2 separate regions of the Rattus norvegicus genome follow, and region 1 is linked to region 2. Evidence: chromatin contacts called from public Hi-C data. All regions are on one chromosome and are shown on one strand. Each heading gives the region's core, a stretch centred on a gene start, on an enhancer-like site or on the middle of the called end of the contact. The rest is flanking DNA. Distances are from core to core; before and after follow the strand shown.

Evidence for each region. A called contact is a pair of places that touch in the nucleus more often than the background predicts.
Region 1: a contact with region 2 is called in a Hi-C map of kidney, with 5 times the contacts expected there. The contact joins the promoter of Tac4 here to the promoter of Dlx3 in region 2. A contact is called at or near these places in 11 of 12 Hi-C or Micro-C datasets (the Rat2 cell line, Schwann cells, frontal cortex and 6 more) and 1 of 1 datasets of contacts at active chromatin or transcription factors (oligodendrocytes).

Annotation. Positions count from the first base shown.
Region 1 is chr10:80,701,681-80,705,997 of GRCr8, forward strand. It overlaps Tac4 (tachykinin precursor 4), which reads left to right and starts at 2,960. Exons shown (of 5, transcript NM_172328.2): 1 at 2,960-3,079. The coding sequence starts at 2,960.
Region 2 is chr10:80,559,053-80,562,918 of GRCr8, forward strand. Dlx3 (distal-less homeobox 3) reads left to right here and starts at 2,283. Exons shown (of 3, transcript NM_001105832.1): 1 at 2,283-2,792; 2 at 3,837-3,866. The coding sequence starts at 2,468.

The DNA of each region.
Region 1 (4,317 bases), core at 1,710-4,209, 140 kb after region 2:
AGAGGTCCAAGCACAGGGTTTATATTTGTTGCTCCAGGTCTGTGCTCCCAGGTGACCTGAGCCACTTTACTCCCCCGCCAATGGAAGGAACCTATTGTTCTATGCAAAGAACAGGTCATCAGAGCCCTACACCCAGATCCTGACTCCCGGCCCGTGGCAATCTAGGAGGGACGGTGAGGCGGGCAGAAGCTTCCACGTGGGGGCGCTGGAAGGGCGTAGAAAGGATGGAAGCTGGGTCCGGCAGCGTCCCCAGATCCGTCTCCAACAGCTAGCCTTCTTCCGCAAGTGTCCCCACAGGGCAGCCAAGACCTCTTACCCGAGCCCCTCCCAGCCCCGCCACTCAACACCGCCCCCCACCATTTCCTAGATCTAAGAGGTGAACGAACACAGAAGCCGAATACAGGCCAAGGTTCGAATCCCGACTCTGCCACCGGTGGCGCCTGGCTTCCCGGGCCGGCCTCTGAACTGGCCCACGACCCCCTCCTCTGGCCGAGTGGGTGCTCGGAAGCGTCGGCTTCCTGCCCGCAGCTCGCCCGCGGCATCTAGTGTTTCCCTTTTCTCCCTCGGCATTTTCTTTTTTCATCCCTGCCTGCTTGTATCTTTTTCTTCTTGGCTCCGCAATCCTGGCCAAACCGCAGCCTTTAGCAATCCTTCGCGCCCACCCGGCGCCCAGGGAGCCTCACCGCTGCCGCGACCCGCCCCGCGGCCAGAGCGCCGCCCCGGACGCGGGCCGCCCACGCGCGGTTGTTCCGGATCTCAACCTGCCTTCATCAGTCGGCGAGGGCTGTTGCCGAACTTAGCCGATAGGGGGCGCTGCCGGGCTCGGCCGGTTGCGGGGCACTGCCCAGCTCGGCCGCTGGAGGGCGCTGCTCTCCCGGTCGTGCTGAACTGGGGGGCTAGTACTGGAGTCCCATCCTGTTGGGGCCCCGCCCACCCCAGGGTCCGACCCGAACCGGAACCAGCTAGGGCCCCGCCCACCCTGCGTTTCCTCCCAGAACCTTACCCTACCCAGGACCGGTGGCCTTGTCATCTGGCTTAGGCGTCCCAGCCCACCCGCTTCCCAAGCCTCAACATTGCAGAAGGGAACTCACGGGCCAGGGCTTCACCCGGGTGGCCGAGGGCACCGGGCGGGGCTGCGATCCCCGGTCACCGGGCCTTCCAGCTTCAGCCTGACCGCAAACCGAAGGCGACGCTGCAAATAGCCGCGGTTTGCTGCTGGTGCCCTGCCTCCCTCTCAGCCTTCCGGACCTTTGGGGTTTTCTCTCTCTTCTAGCCCTACACCCTCTCATCTGCCCAGTGTCCTCACAGTGCGCCCACCACATATTCACCCATGTACGGTGGTTCCTTCACTGGCGAGGTGGAGAACCTTAAGACCAATGCCGAGGCCCAGGCGTCCTCTGTGCCTGTGAGCGCTTTAGCTAGGTCATTCATGAACTACTTGCCACAACCCTAGGAGGTTTGCAGACAGAGAAACTGAGGCTCAGAAACTCCTCACAGACTAAAGTCAGTCTGTCTGTGCCTACAGTGGGAAGGCCACCTCCCATGTCAGGCCAGCCTGCGAGCCCTAATGGCACTAGAGTCTAGGATAATCCTTTAGAGCAAGCCTGACCTGTCTGCACATCTGTAAAATGAAGAGAGCAAAAGCAGATACCTGTGAGGAAGGATGTGTTAAGGAAGACGATGGAAAGCCCAAAGCAAGAGGTTGGAGGGAGACACTGGCGTCTTGACCATGAGAGAATTAAATAAAAGACAGGCTGACAGCCTGTGGTGGCCCAGAACCAGGGACTGCATTTTAGTACGTACTGGTATTCTGAAACAATTTTCATTGCGACACACCACAGATTTCTGGTGTTGAGGACAGGCATAGTGTTTTCTTCGTCTTCCCATTCATTCCCTATAATAGTAATAATAACAGTAGTTAGCCAGACAGGCATGGTGACGCTAGCCTTTAATGTTAGCACTTAGGAGACAGGTAAATCTCTGTGAGTTCGAGGCTAGCCTGGTCTACAAAGCAAGTTCCTCGACAGCCATGGCTACACAGAGAAACTCTTATCTCAAGAAAAAAGCTAACGTTAGCTTTTTTTAGTTAGTTAATGGCTGTTAAATATATACCATCCCACACTCTACACTGTGCTGAATGCCGTACATCGTATTTCACTCTCGGCCTTTGCAGAATGTCATTATCAGCCTTGTGTTACCCAGGAGGGTTCTAAGGTTAAGAGGGTTAGGTAATAGCCAGAGGGTCACATAGCTCCTCAATGATGATGCTACAGATGATGCTACAAGTGGATCCCTGATCTCTGACAGCAGGGCCTTTGTTCTAGACTGACAGGTGACAGGATGAATGGATGGCCAGGCAGAGGGAGGAGCTAAACAGACAGAGAATGAGCTTGGAGTTTGTAGGAGAGCAATACGGAAGCACGCAGAGGGGGCAAGTGTGGTTCTGTGTTAGAAGGCTGTGGAAACAGTGGAATATCACTGCAGATCAGTAGAGATGGGCTGGGAGTGGTCAATCAGCAGTGACAGACTGGCCAACCTCGAGAGCCCTGGAAGGAAGCACCATACAGCTCTCTTCCCATTTCCAGCAAGATAGTCCCCTGGGGGTTGTCCCTGGCAAGCTCTAATCTCCAGGTCCCACATCCGGTGCCATTGTGCACCTGTCACAGGAAGGAACTCAGCCAAAGGTACGGCTGGCATTGCATCAGTGGTAAGTAAGCCTTGGGATCAAATGTTGGGGTGGCTATGGAGAGGTCTAGGCTCCTGATGTCATTGGCTCAATCAGCCAAGGAGGCTGTTACATGAAGCAGTGCAAAGGTGGGGCAAGCCACAGGAAGGAGGCAGAGAAGCTGGAAGGCCTGGAGAGCAAGGACATTCGAGTGGCCCAGTGGGGATCTGAGCCCACTGGAAGAGGTGGCATCAGGTTGAGTGGATTTCCTGAACAAAGCAGCACTTGCTCACTATGCTGCCTCTCCTTGCCCTGTTTCTCCTGATCGGGCCGGCAGTGTCCACTACAACACGAGACAGAGAGGACCTGACTTTCGGTGCAGAAGCAGAGTCTTGGGTGACCGTGAACCTGAAGGTACCTTTCTGAGATGAGGACCCATGGTGGAGGACTGGGAGGTTCCTTCTGAGGCTGCCAGGAGAGCAGAGGGCACTATCTTAAGTACTTTCATGGCAAGACTGACTGGTCAACTCCCCAGGATGGAGAGGGTCAAGCCTTGATCTAACCAACCACCAGAGGAGCATTTGGCGTGTACTCGTGAAGGCATCGATGTGTGCTGTGTGTATGGAAACAGTTAACACCTACTGTGTTCCTAGCACTGTCCTGACAGCCTTGTTAAAAGTAACCCCTTTCAACTTCATGGGGAAATTTTCATTGCTATCCCATTTCACAGATAAGAAAACTGAGGTATAGAGAGGTCACAGAGCTTGTCTAAGGTGTGCTGCTTCAAAAGCACAACTTCCACCTTAGTTAGGTTAGTTAGGTTCTGATTCTATGTATCTTTGAATGGGAGAGTTTCCAGAATTTCTTTTCTTTTTTTAAGATTTATTTATTCATTTTATGTGAGTGCACTGTCAGTCTCTTCAGACACACTAAAAGAGGGCATGGATCCCATTATAGATGATTGTGAGCCACCATGTGGTTGCTGGGAATTGAACTCAGGACCTCTGGAAGAGCAGTCAGTGCTCTTAACCACTGAGCCATCTCCCCTGCCCCCAGATTCTGGGTTCAAGTGACCAACTGGAGTAGGATTGCTATTTTGTCACACACGAGGAATTGCTTTTGCCTCCTGAAAAACACTGGTATTTGACAATGGTGGCGTCCATCTACCACCCTCCTGCATACTGTCACTTGGAAGAACTATTTTTAATTATTTATTCATTTTATGGGTACGCTGTCGCTGTCTTCAGACACACCAGAAGAGGGCATCAGATCCCATTATAGATGGTTCTGAGCCACCACGTGGTTACTGGGAATTGAACTCGGGACCTGTGGAAGAGCAATCAGTGCTTTTAACAGCTGAGAGTCATCTCTCCAGGCTGAGAAGAAATCTTAAAGTTGAAACTCTGACCCTACTCTAAGATCCAATATCCCTTACCTTGGTGAAGACCCTGACCTTGGAGCTCCCAGTCCCTTCCCAGGGAACCACAACAAAAGTCTGGCAGTCAGGAAGGCTTGACAGGAGGATAACTGGAGCCTGTTTCCCCACAGTCCCAGGACGACAGAGAGGACGCTCAACTGATTTTGGCGTATGGTGCTTGGTCATGTGAGGTCCCTGGAAGTTGGGAGTCCCTGGCATTGGGAGGTTAGGGATG
Region 2 (3,866 bases), core at 1,033-3,532:
CCGTTGTGATTTCAGTCTGTTTCTAGAGCACAACAGACCTTGGAAATTACCCTAAAATAACTCACTACCACCCCAAGGCTCCTGTGCGCACTCTCGGCCAGGCCCAGATGGGGTGAGGGGAGACTGGGGCATCTCCGAATCACCTGTCACTCCAGATGAATGAATGAACGAACTCTCGAGACAGTTTGCCCGACGCTGTCCCTTCCCTGTGGGCAGCTGGGGGCTCCAAAACAGGCCCTCCCCGCCGCCCCCGCTTGCATCCTGGGAGGGGAACCGGCAGCCCAGTGCCCTTCCTGCCCCCAACGCCCCGGGCTCCTTGGGCGCCCTCTTGGCAAAAGAACAGAGGGCATCCAGAGCGGGTGGCAACTCGTCCCGCCACGAGCTCGCAGCGGCGGGCGATAGGAGCTGGGGGGACGCTCAGATAGACAGACAGATAGCGCTCCCCTCTCCCGCCCCCGCCCCCACCTTTCCCACGCGGCGGCCTCCCGGGGCGGCCCAGGCCAGGCGGTCACCTATTCCTGTCCCTGCTCCCGGACCAGGTCCTGCTAGCTCGCCAAGCCCAAGTTTTTTCGGGCTTAGCATCCTGTGGCTGGATCTAACGTTGAAACATCTCACCGCGCCCCCTCAACACTCTAAGCCGAATGAGACCCCTTTCCTCTCTGCCTGCTAGCTCCTTAAGACAGCCTTAAGGCAGATTGCAGAACCTTGGAACAACCACGAGGTGGCGCGCTGGCACTGTGTGTCCTGGCTAGGCAAAGCAAGGAGATACAAAGTTCGAGATGTGTAAGGAAGGCCTGAGGATGGAGGGGGTAATAGGAACTGAAATTGGGAGAAGGCTCCTTCCTCCACGGATAGATTTGGGAGTAGAAACGGGGGTGCTATAGAGAAATATGATTGGCATCCGGAACAGCAAATATAATTACCTGGGAACTGGACTTAGAGAGCCAGACAGACAGGAGGGTTGAAGATCGCTCCAGGATGAGAAGCCTCTTCATCAGGGCGTTCATGGACAGAAGACATTGAATGAAGTACCTGGCTCCTATCTGTTGGAGACAGACGGGTCTGAGCATCCATCTGTGCACATTTGGGTACACATAGCTGTCTGGTCAGTCGTTCACAACCCTACACTTCCACTGCCTCACCCCCCCACACACACACACACTTGCACACTTTCTCACGGGCACTCTTGTGGACCTCACTTGTGGGCACACTGTGGACCGTCTGCATTTTGTGGAAGATGTAACATACATCTTTAACCCCTAACAACGTCTGTGCTCTCAAGTGCTGTCCCATACTGAGGGGAGCCTGCCTCAAAAAGCCAGCCTCATAGGGGACAACTCATGGCTCTTGCCATTTAACCTGGTCCCTCTGAAATGGCACACATACAGTTGGGGAACACATACAATTGGGGGTATCTCCGTCTTCTAAAGCAGCCCCTAAATCCATACAGCTTTACTCCGGTAGGATGCTCCCACGCCCGACGAATGACTTGCAGGCCCAAGGTGCTTCTGCTTGGTCAGATTCTTCCTTCATAATTTTTTTTTCTTTTTTTCGGAGCTGGGGACTGAACCCAGGGCCTTGTGCTTGCTAGGCAAGCGCTCTACCACTGAGCTAAATCCCCAACCTCCTTCATAATTTTTAAACTTACATTTCATACCTGCAGTGTCATGAAGATAATATATTAATATAGTCCAACATTTTTAAAACATGGACATTCCTTTTTTTCGTCTTCTTTTTTTTTTTTTTTTTTTCTTTTTTCCCCCTTCGAACTTTAAGGGCGATCGAAATTATTTTCCTGGACCCTGGGTCCTTGCCACTTTGTCATTTGCATACAACACACAGACATCACCAAGGACCACCTCCTTCCATAAACACCCAATGGATAAATTCCCCTCCTTCCTCATCTCACCTAAGCCCACCCCTGGCCACTAAAACAGACAGACTAGTAGATCCTGGGGGCTCTGCACAGCCAGCCACTCCACACACTCGGAAAATTTATCTGAGGTGGAGCATAGGAGGAACATAGTGGTGCTGGCGGTGGTGTGTGTGTGTGTGTGTGTGTGTGTGTGTGTGTGTGTGTGTGTGTGTGTGTGTGTGTGCATTAGGGGTAACAACAAAGAGGGTTGAGAGGGTTGGGGGAGCCAGTGAGAAAGCGCGAGCATGTTTTGCCTCGAAGGCAAGACTTACAGCCAATCAGCGCTCAGGAGCCTCCCTCGGAGACTCCAACATTGAGTCTATAACCGGCTGGCCGGGCGGAGCTGGCAGCATTTGACTGTGGCTTGGGACGCTGAGAGAGGCACGCAGCTACTGACCGACGACCGGCGATGGTCTAGGCGCCCCTTGGCCACCCCCACCCCCGACGCGACCGCGTCCTGCCCTCGCCCTCTGGACACACACCCCACCTGGGCTCCTCCGTCCGTTCGGCGCTCCTCGGAGGAAGCCCGGGGGTGTTGCGGCGCTCGCCAGCATGAGCGGCTCCTTCGATCGCAAGCTCAGCAGCATCCTCACCGACATCTCCAGCTCGCTTAGCTGCCATGCGGGCTCCAAGGACTCGCCCACCCTGCCCGAGTCTTCGGTCACTGACCTGGGCTATTACAGCGCTCCCCAACATGACTACTACTCGGGCCAGCCCTACGGCCAGACGGTGAACCCCTATACCTACCACCACCAGTTCAATCTCAATGGGCTCGCAGGCACCGGCGCTTACTCGCCCAAGTCGGAATATACCTACGGGGGATCCTACCGACAGTATGGAGCGTACCGGGAGCAGCCTTTGCCTGCCCAGGACCCAGGTGAGGAAACCGGGTTGTGGAGAGGGTGCGAGGGATTATAAGGTTCCCAAGCGAGAGGATGTCTGGCAATGGATGCTGAAACCTAGGGCACCTCAAGGTTAAGAAATGGAAGAGTTGAAGATTAGAGGAGACCCGGTTAGATGACTTCCAGAGGGGCGAACCACACTCGGAAGAGACTCGAACTGTGCGCTGCGGTCTCCTGGAGATTCCGGGGCAGCCGGGGCCATCGGGAGTGCTCTCTGGTTGATCAAGGGAACCTTCAGTGTCGCGATCCCTCTGGCATTAGAGCCGGTAACCCAAGAGGGTCGCCAAGGGCTTGAGCGGGGGCAGCGAGGGCTGGAGGTTCCAGGGCCCTTCTTCTGGACGCCCGTCCCGGGAAACCCGTAGTAGTGAAAGGCACGTGGAGAAAGACCCAAAGAAGTCCCAGAAGTGGAGGAAGGAAAGACTGAGAAGTAGAGATGTGGAGAGAGAAGTGGGGACAGTGAGAAAGAAATGGGGTGGGATGAGAAAAAGCACAGCAGAAAGCAACAGAGGAAAGGAAAAGGGAGAGAGGGAAGTAAGAAAAAGAAGAGAACGGAGGAAAGGAAGGAGAGGGAAGGAAAAGAAAACAGAGAGAAAGGAAAGAGACTGAGAAAACAATGGTACTGCCCTTGAAACAAATTAACCTGAACTAGGAAGTTTATTAAAAGGGGATGGGGAGTGGGGACCAGGAGTGGGAGACGCCACCGCGGTTAGGTGGGTCACTAAAGAAGAGTGGCTGAGCCGGGAAGGCGTCTGGAGCGAGCTGCGCGGTCCTCGCCCAGTCGGTTGCTGGCGCCGGGGCCGGCGCTTCGGGGGCCCCGGGTGCCGAGCTGGGAGCGCCGCGTCGTGGGCGGCCGCCGGTCCGGCTGGGTCGCTGCGGTTCCCTCCCTGGGCGCGGGCGGCACAACGCTCCTCCAAGAAGTCTCGGGGAGATCAGTGGGCCGGAGGGTGCGGCCTCGGTGGGAACTCATGGAAAACACGGGGGTCGCAGGCTGAGACTAAACTGGTGTTTTCCCCTTACAGTGTCGGTGAAAGAGGAGCCGGAAGCCGAGG